Linked DNA regions of Mus musculus: region 2 is linked to region 1. A link is a contact called in public HiChIP or PLAC-seq data. All regions are on one chromosome and are shown on one strand. The core of a region is the stretch at or near the end of the contact, and the rest is flanking DNA. Distances in the headings are between cores, read along the strand shown. Region 1 has its middle 5.3 kb from the start of Gm42397. Region 2 has its middle 32 kb from the start of Gm36260.

Evidence for each region. HiChIP or PLAC-seq counts read pairs in DNA pulled down with a chosen protein or histone mark.
Region 2: an H3K27ac HiChIP or PLAC-seq map of heart atrium shows a contact between it and region 1, with 6 times the contacts expected there. The contact joins two enhancer-like sites. A contact is called at or near these places in 2 of 484 Hi-C or Micro-C datasets (embryonic stem cells and palatal mesenchyme) and 2 of 115 datasets of contacts at active chromatin or transcription factors (heart atrium and neural tube).

What each region holds. Positions count from the first base shown.
Region 1 is chr7:70,950,579-70,954,637 of GRCm38.p6, reverse strand. No RefSeq gene overlaps it. Among named protein-coding and RNA genes, the nearest start is that of Gm42397, 5.3 kb to the left of the region's middle. Within about 2 kb of position 2,112, at least 4 of the 459 cell types and tissues checked have an H3K27ac peak or open chromatin away from gene starts, as enhancers often do. A contact at or near this core is called in heart atrium, where this site is marked.
Region 2 is chr7:71,409,435-71,413,493 of GRCm38.p6, reverse strand. No RefSeq gene overlaps it. Among named protein-coding and RNA genes, the nearest start is that of Gm36260, 32 kb to the right of the region's middle. Within about 2 kb of position 1,868, at least 73 of the 459 cell types and tissues checked have an H3K27ac peak or open chromatin away from gene starts, as enhancers often do. A contact at or near this core is called in heart atrium, where this site is marked.

The DNA of each region.
Region 1 (4,059 bases), core at 863-3,362:
TGGGTAATTTAAGGCAGCGAAAAAATGGACACTCTTTTTCTCAGGCTGATGAGCCAAAGGAAAACCCTGCGACAGAGATTATAACAGTGTAAAGAACAGGATGGGGAGATCAGAACAGAGGAAATGGCATGTTAATGACATTCAATATTCTCCCCGGGTCGGGCCATCAGCGTTTTTATTGCCACTATTTCTCAGCATACACTATTAGAATTTATTGAGTCAATCTGTCTCCATCACCTGTGATATAATATATTTTATTCAATAAGATATGGAATAATATTTATCTTTCAACTCCAATGACTGGATTTCAGAACAATAACTGCACATCATCCAAGCGTTACAAGAGTAGGAGGGATTGTACATTTTAATATCTGACCAGAGGGTTGTCAGTTTAGCATCTCTGGATTTGATGGAAAGAAATGCACAGATGTCAATCCAAGAAATTGCTCCGAAGCAACAGTTGTGGGAAAAGGAGGCTTCAAACTGTATCTAACACTTACGCATGGGAAGCATCGTGCAAGGATCTGTGGAAGCAGAGACTCTGAAATGGAGTTGGTCCCAGTGGGTTCTCTGTATCCGAAATGAAGTTCAGATTCATGACTAAGGTCACTCATCTTATAAGACACACGGAGAGGAAAGATCGTTTGTTTTGTTGTTATGCCTCAAGGAGCCCTCATTTAAAATTTGAGAGATGGGTGTCTATATGGCATGTTTTCAGGATGTCTGTCTGAGTTGGGTACAGTCGCGCTACCCAGTGAATTATACTTGCTATGCCAGCCACTTGGAAGAGCTATACTGGTGGCAGCTGGGTGGCACCTTTGCCGAAGGCGGCAGATTTAATAATATGTGCAATTGAATTGATCACATTCTCAACTTTTGCACAGGTTCAGGCCCCTGTTAGTCAATCTATGTAATTCTGAAAATCAACTCTTTCCCCCTACCTTTGTATTTTCATATTTATTTCCTATCCATTTTTTCTAGTTTTCCCCTCAGAAGTTCTGTGTGACAAAGAGCTGTCACAGCCTTTGAGATGGAGGTTATATTGGGTGACTTCACCTCAGAAAGGAAGGGGTGCAGAACCCCTGCTGGTAAAAAGCACTAATTCATCAGCCCTTGGTCTTGCTCACTAGGAATCCTCTCTCCCAACAGAGTAGGGTCAGCAAGGAAGCCACATCCTATCAACCAGTTTACTGCTTGATTGCTTCAAAGGCTTTCAACCTGCATGAAGGGGGCAGGCTGCAGGTAAAACAGACACCTGTGACTTTCAGCAATCGGATGCACGCCATATCAGCACATCTAATGTTGGCATCATGTTTGCCCAGTTCTGCCATCTTTGCAGCTCCCTGCCTCTTGTCTTTTTTGGTTTCCTTCTTCTTAGTTTCATCACTCTTACACAAATGTATAAAGTTGGCGTCTTTCCTTCATCACTTGAAGGACATGCATGCTTATTTATGTATGTATTTATTAATTTATTTGCATTCTTGAATATTAGAAGCAAGCGAGTAAAAGCTTGGATGTTTGAGCCCTCGGTATTGGATTTTGAATGGCAGTCACATTCCCATAAATGTTTGTTTGATCGTAAATCAATGAAACTTCTGTAAGCTGCGGTCCCTGGCTCACTCTTGTCTCCTTTCACTGGGGGCGTGATAATGGTAAATCGGAGGATATATGTGCAGCCTCGGCGTCGTGTTCATAGTAGGTGCTTTGGCTTTCTCTGTGAATTAAATTGAAACCACAAAGCCTTTACAGTACACTATCCTCTCAAAAGAAAACACAGTAGAGGGGTCCTTGTTGGCTCATTTATTTACTTACTACTGCATAGGAAGGGGGAGCTGGGAAGGAGGAAGCCTGGCTAGGAGAGATCATGCTTTAACCCTGTGGGGAATAGCTCTAAGTATGTTTTCTGTATCCTACTTATACCTCCTTAGTGTCCCCATTTTATAAGCACAGCTTGTCTTTACTTTGGCACCATGCAGGACAGTAACAATAGGATTAAAAGGAGTGTATCTGGTTTAAGATTTGTTGGGAAGCTTTAGCAAAGCCAAGAAAGGGTGTTGTATTTGGAGCTTAGCAGGAGAGCACTTGGCACAGGAAACCTCAACCTCAAATCCTTGGCTGTGCTCCATAGATTTGAGGTTGCCCTGTGGTGTGTGTGCCTTTGTATATTGGTGTTAGGGAGGAGGTGCTGGGAATGACATGAAGCTGTGGAAGGGTGGGGAGAGTGGGGAGATCTGACAGAGATGGGTAGCTTTGAACCTGACTCTGATTGTTTGGCTCAGGCAACAGAGCTAGGCTCGGTTGTTTGCAAATGTTATTTCTATCCATCTAAGCACATCTCACGTGGCACACATCCTTCAAAACCACAAGGCACTTGACATCAGCATGGATTCGGGAGAAGAATTTGTATCTCAAGGAAACTAGATGAGGGCATATGCATCTATATATATATGGTATTATATATATATATATATATATAATGACATAGTATACATTGTACACAACACTCACAACTTATTAACTAGTATATGGGAGTTTATCTTTTTAGCTTTATAAATAAATTTTTATCTTAGGGCCAGATAAGACTACTCTTGGTATAGTTAAAAGTAGCACCAATTTCCTTTGAACAGGAGTTTTCAGTCTGCAGGTTGTGAGCCCTTTGCAGTTGCATATCAGGTATCCTGCCCATCAGCTATATACAATACTATTTATAACAGCAACAAACGTTCAGTTATGAAGGATCAATGAAATAACTTGTGGTTGGGGGTCACCACAACATGAAGAACTGTATTAAAGGGTAACAGCATTAGGAAGGTTGAAAACCACTGCCCTCTAACAATGTAAAAATCACCTTGGAATTGAGCATGCCTTTGGAGATTTATTTTAGAGCTTCTGTCCTACTCAGTACAGGTACCTTCTCTTGGATCAGATGTCAATGTTCAATCATTTTGGGGTTCTGAACCCCACATGATGCTCTCTCTTTCATAAGTGGAAAGGAAGAATCCAGTGAGGCAGAAAGATCAAAGTTGCCCACGCACTTCTGACAGAATAGCAGTTCATTAAATTTTTACTTGGTTTATTACAAACCTATGGAATGCCAGGTAGGCAGTGGGGAAATACCATGAACAGGGACAGTTACTGAATTTCTCAGCTCTTATGCTAGGGATAGAAGCAAAGAAACTCTCAGATACCCACATACAGTGGTACCTGCCAATGGTGAAACTCTCAGAAGAAAAACATGGTGATTATATAGTGAGGAAATGGGAAAAAGGAGCAGGTGCTACAGGGTGGAACAGAAAAGCCCTCTGAGCAGGTGAGACGGCTAAGCAGAGAAGGGAATGACCAGGCATGACTTGAGAGAAAAATATCTGTTTGAAGCAAAAATATATCACCCTGGTTTTCAGAGGATTAGCGCAAGGGACGCTGTGACTTCCGATTGAGAGACACGGTAAAAGGCAGACAGGTCAGTGGGGTTGAATCTGAGTTGTAGGGGAAGCCAGGAAGGAAGGAAGAACTGATCTTGTATATTGGGACTTTATCCTGAGTATAATATGAGGCCAGTGATGTGTTTGAACCTGATGTGTTTGAATCTGACAGCATGGTTTTCTGTCTTATACCTTACTAAATTTCCCTAACCACTCCATGAAGAATTGACTGTGAGTGAGCACTGGTATATAAAATTCTGTCTTAGCTCCTGTTTGTACACTGCAATGTGATTGCAAAGCAGAATAAAAGACTATATCATGCCACCCACTCTTCTCTAGTTGGCTCTAGTTAATGTACCAAACTTTTAGTCTTAAGAGTTTCCATCCATAAATTAGGAGGAAGACTGTCTATCCACAGGACTATTCTGAGAATATAATAAAGAGCCCTTGTAGAATGTGTGGGACCTTCCCAGAAAATCATAAGCATTCTAGAGTGTCAAACCTGCCTTGTTCCTCATCTAGAGAATCTTAAACATAGTTCTCTAATAATAGTTTGCCTGTGTCATGGGCAAGATACTGAGTCATTAAAATGCTATGGTGTCCCACTTCTATACTGGCAGCACTCACAGCCCAGCAG
Region 2 (4,059 bases), core at 619-3,118, 460 kb before region 1:
AAATTAAGTGTAAGGGCTGGCAAGATGGTTGAGTGGAGAAGAGGAGCTTGCTGAAAAATCCCAGTGAACTGAGTTCAATCCGCAGAACCCATGTGGTAGTTCGCTTTCAACTTAGAAGGTGCTTATTCCAAGCTCACCTAGGTAGCAGAGAGAGAAGGTCTCAGGACTCAGAGGGCATCAGGAGAGAGCGACAAAATGAGGATAACAAGCAACCGTCTAGACAGACTTTCCCTGGAACACCTCAGATATTACTGTCTCAACATTTCTTTTGCCGATTCTGCTGAAAAGAAGGTATTACAATTTCGTTGGCATTGGTGACCTGGCATCTCTGAATTATTTCCTGCTTTGGTTTACAGAGGAATAAGCCTGTAATTAATTATATATCAGAACATGAGAATCGACCTGGCAATAATGTACAGGCTAAGAACGTTCTATTTACATATGTAGGTTATTTAAAATATGTCTTGTTAAATAAATATTTAAAATCCCTCCTTATTTGGCTTATAAAGTGTTCGAAAAGAGGCTGCAGTTTGACTTTACAGAATGTTCAAAAGTGAGAGACTTGATCTAGACAATTGTCCATGCCCAGTTAACATCACCTCCTATCCTTGCATAGCAGGGCACACAGAAAACATTCTTAGTAAAAACAACAACATCAATTATTTACATCAGCACTGAAATGTATACTAATGGGAACAAGTTGGTCTTCAGGAATTCATATAACTTATAGAACATATAAGTACAACAAGGAGCCTAGGTATGAATGAACGAGATGCCCAACAGTGGATAGGGTGTATGGAAAACAGTGGTGTCACAATAAAATGTTCCCTCTGTGGGTAATTTCCTTCTTGTATATATCTAGATTTACTTTTAAAGGGAAATAAAATAAAATAGAGAACCAAAAAGAGATTTTTTTTCATGCCCGTCAAATCAACAAGACCCTGGTAAGAAGAACAGACACAGGACGTGACAAGGTGGGAAGATAAGAGAGTCTCAATGATACACAGGAGGGATTCTGCTGGAATTGATGAGGGCGCCCTGAAGTTAACTTTCCTCCAGAGGGTTTGCCTCTAACCGCCTTTGGTCCCTGCAGAACGGTTCTGTGAACATGGCAGCTGCGGATCCACCAGGGGGAGCAGTTCGCCAGCACAAAACCAACCTTCCCGAAGGAAGCCGCTGAAGTTGGCTCTTCCTCTCAATTTACACAGCTGACAGGACCCTGATTTTATCAGTTCTCCTAGATGCAGCACGCACATACCTGGAGCTGATTCCCTCCAGCCAGCCTCATGCTACTGGGATACGATACACCTCACAAACTCATGATCACAGGCACGCTTTTCCGTGCATAGCAGCCCTTGTAATGTACCTCGCCTTTTTTTTTTTTTTTTTTTTTTTTTTAATAGGAAGTAATTTGGGCTCAGCTTCCACACCATCTTTTAAGGAGAGAATGAATAGTTTATCAAACTAGTTGTTCGGCGTGGCATTAAAGTGTGTGAGAGTCTCCCTCAGGTCTCGAAGGCAGGTATCTACTGGAGTTTACTGATAACCCGGTTTCTCTCTTCAGCAACCCCCCCCCCTTTTTTTTCTTCCTTTAACCAAAGCCCTGGGGCTGGGAAAGAAAACAGCTGTCAGAGAAAGGCTGGTGTCGGTGATAAGCCTTTTGTGTGCAAGCTCAAACTTTGAGACCAGCCTGTCCAAACAAAACAGCTGTGGTCTTCAGTGTGGACGGCAGAGTACACCAAGTCTGTTGGTGAAGGGGGGTTGGGGGGTTGGGGGAGGCAGAAAATATGCCGGTCCCTGAAGCATTCTGTACATGGTTGCACAATCCATGAAGGAATTCCCAAGGGGAGCCAAATTTTATTTTTAGTAGAGGTCAGTCCTCCGGTCTCTATCCTAATCCTCCATTGTGGCGCTTTAGCACATTGCTGTTACAATAGCCCTTGATGCTTGAGGTGGAAAGCCTGGCTCCTGGCTCCGCAGCTCTGGCATGAGGAAGGCGGAGGAGCCTGGGGGCTCATTCTAGACTCCCAAGTCGCTAGTGAAACTGCTCTCGGGGACCCTTGTTTCTAGATCAATCTGCTTCAAGATCCGCCTCTTTCTGTTAGTCACAGAGCCTGTGTCAAGAGCCTGTAAAGAACAATGTAAGGGACGCCAAGGCTACTTTGTAACCTTAGTCTGTGCACCCGGCTCTTAAAGCCACTAAGTGAAGCGAAAGTCACTCTTTTTTTTTTTTTTTTTTTTTTTTTTTTTTTTGAGAAACAAGCAAACAAACAAACAAAAACCCAACAGACTGTTTCTGGAACTTATCTGCTTTCGTTCCCTCATTTGTCCCTCATGGGCAACTCTGTAGAAAGCAAGCCTGCAGCTGACATTCAGGGAGTAGCTGATACCACCTTTCTACGGGGGTTAGTGTCCCTTCTAAGTAAATCAAACACAGGAACTAACTTAGGAGCATTTTCCTTCAACCTTTCTGTTATTATACATTCTCATAATTTTCAAATTGACTTCTGAATAAACCACAGAGGGGGGAAAATCATGATTCTCAGGTGATCTTACGTATTTAATCTGTCGATTGTTGTTGTATGTTGTTTTTTAAGAGGACCAGGCTGAAAGAGCTGAAATCATTTCGGGCAAAGTTTTATTTTTGGTATTCCACTACTTTATCACAGTTGTTCATCCTGGAAATGGAAGTGAAAAGAATCCCATTAAAAATACATAATAGTATGGGCCAGGCATAGTAGCACATAGAATCCCCAAACTTAAGAGACAGAGGCAGTGTTGAAACAAACTCAAGAGCTAACATTGTGATCTGATGTTATCACAGGGATCTATGTCTCAGTATGGGGGTAATCTGGGTATTTTTGGACCAGGAGACTGAAGGACAGACAGCACTTTACCTGGCTGATTTTCTTGCTACTCTTCTAGTTGTGTTTGCGCAGATACCACAATGCTATATTCTGAATTCTGGCACAAATCCATGAGAGGTAAAGCTTACATGGGTATTAAGTGCTTAGTCACCAGATTGAAGAAACTGAGTCACATTTTATACCTAGTAGAGCAGTAGAGGGCTGTCTGCCCCTGCCCCTGCCCCTGCCCCTGCCCCTTTCTGCTTTTGCCTTTTTCCCTTGCCCTTCCATTCCTTTCCAATCCCTCGCTTCCTGAGTTGCTCCAACTTAAGGACCTGTATGTGATAAACAAACTGTACTGCAGAGCCATGGGTCAGACCCCAGAGTAGAGACTTAGCATCGCAGGCAAAAGGAGACACCGATTTCAACAAGATGTCAAAATTGTGCCCATACCTGACCCGGATTTCTTAACACTCCTCATTGAGAAGTGGCCCTCTGCCTAGACCCATCTGCAGGTCCTTGGCGAGCGGGACAGGCTGTCCCAAGCCTCCCATTTAGTGTGAACTGCTTGCAAAGGAGTTCAGAGTTTTTCAGAGTTTTGTGACAACTTCTGCCCTGCAGATAACGCACTTGAATGGTTTCCTTCCTCCCCACATCTCCCGCTCAGCACTGAAGAGAAGGATCTACCTTCCGAGGCATGAAACGAAGTGATTTACTTGTTGCTCCAGAACCACTTCAAAGGTTCCTAGATATTGAATCAAATCTAAGCAATTTGTTTTCCCACCCTGGATTTCTGAGCCAAGCTAGCTGTTTCTTTCTGCAGCCCAGGTCATTCCATTAGAGATCAGTATATATCTTGTTCCATGCCGTTTAATCGCTCTGAACTTCCAGAATGTTCTGCATGTTTTCCCCCAACTTTAATTTACATTACATGCTCTCTATGGGGATGCTAAGTGGCCACCAGAACTTCTAATTTGGTAGAATTTTATCTTAAATAAAATGGAAGAACGCAGGCATCAAGACTAAAGGGGATTCCCATCCTATGGTGAGAACTCTGCTGATCCCCCTGTAGAGTAAGAAACACAGCTCAGACCAGAGGGTCAGGACATACCCAAGCTGACTCAGATGAGTGTCTAACAGACATCTTTAAAGGCAAATGCTCTATAAGCAATTTTCTCCCGATGTTTTAAAGGCATGAACGCTACAGTCTGCA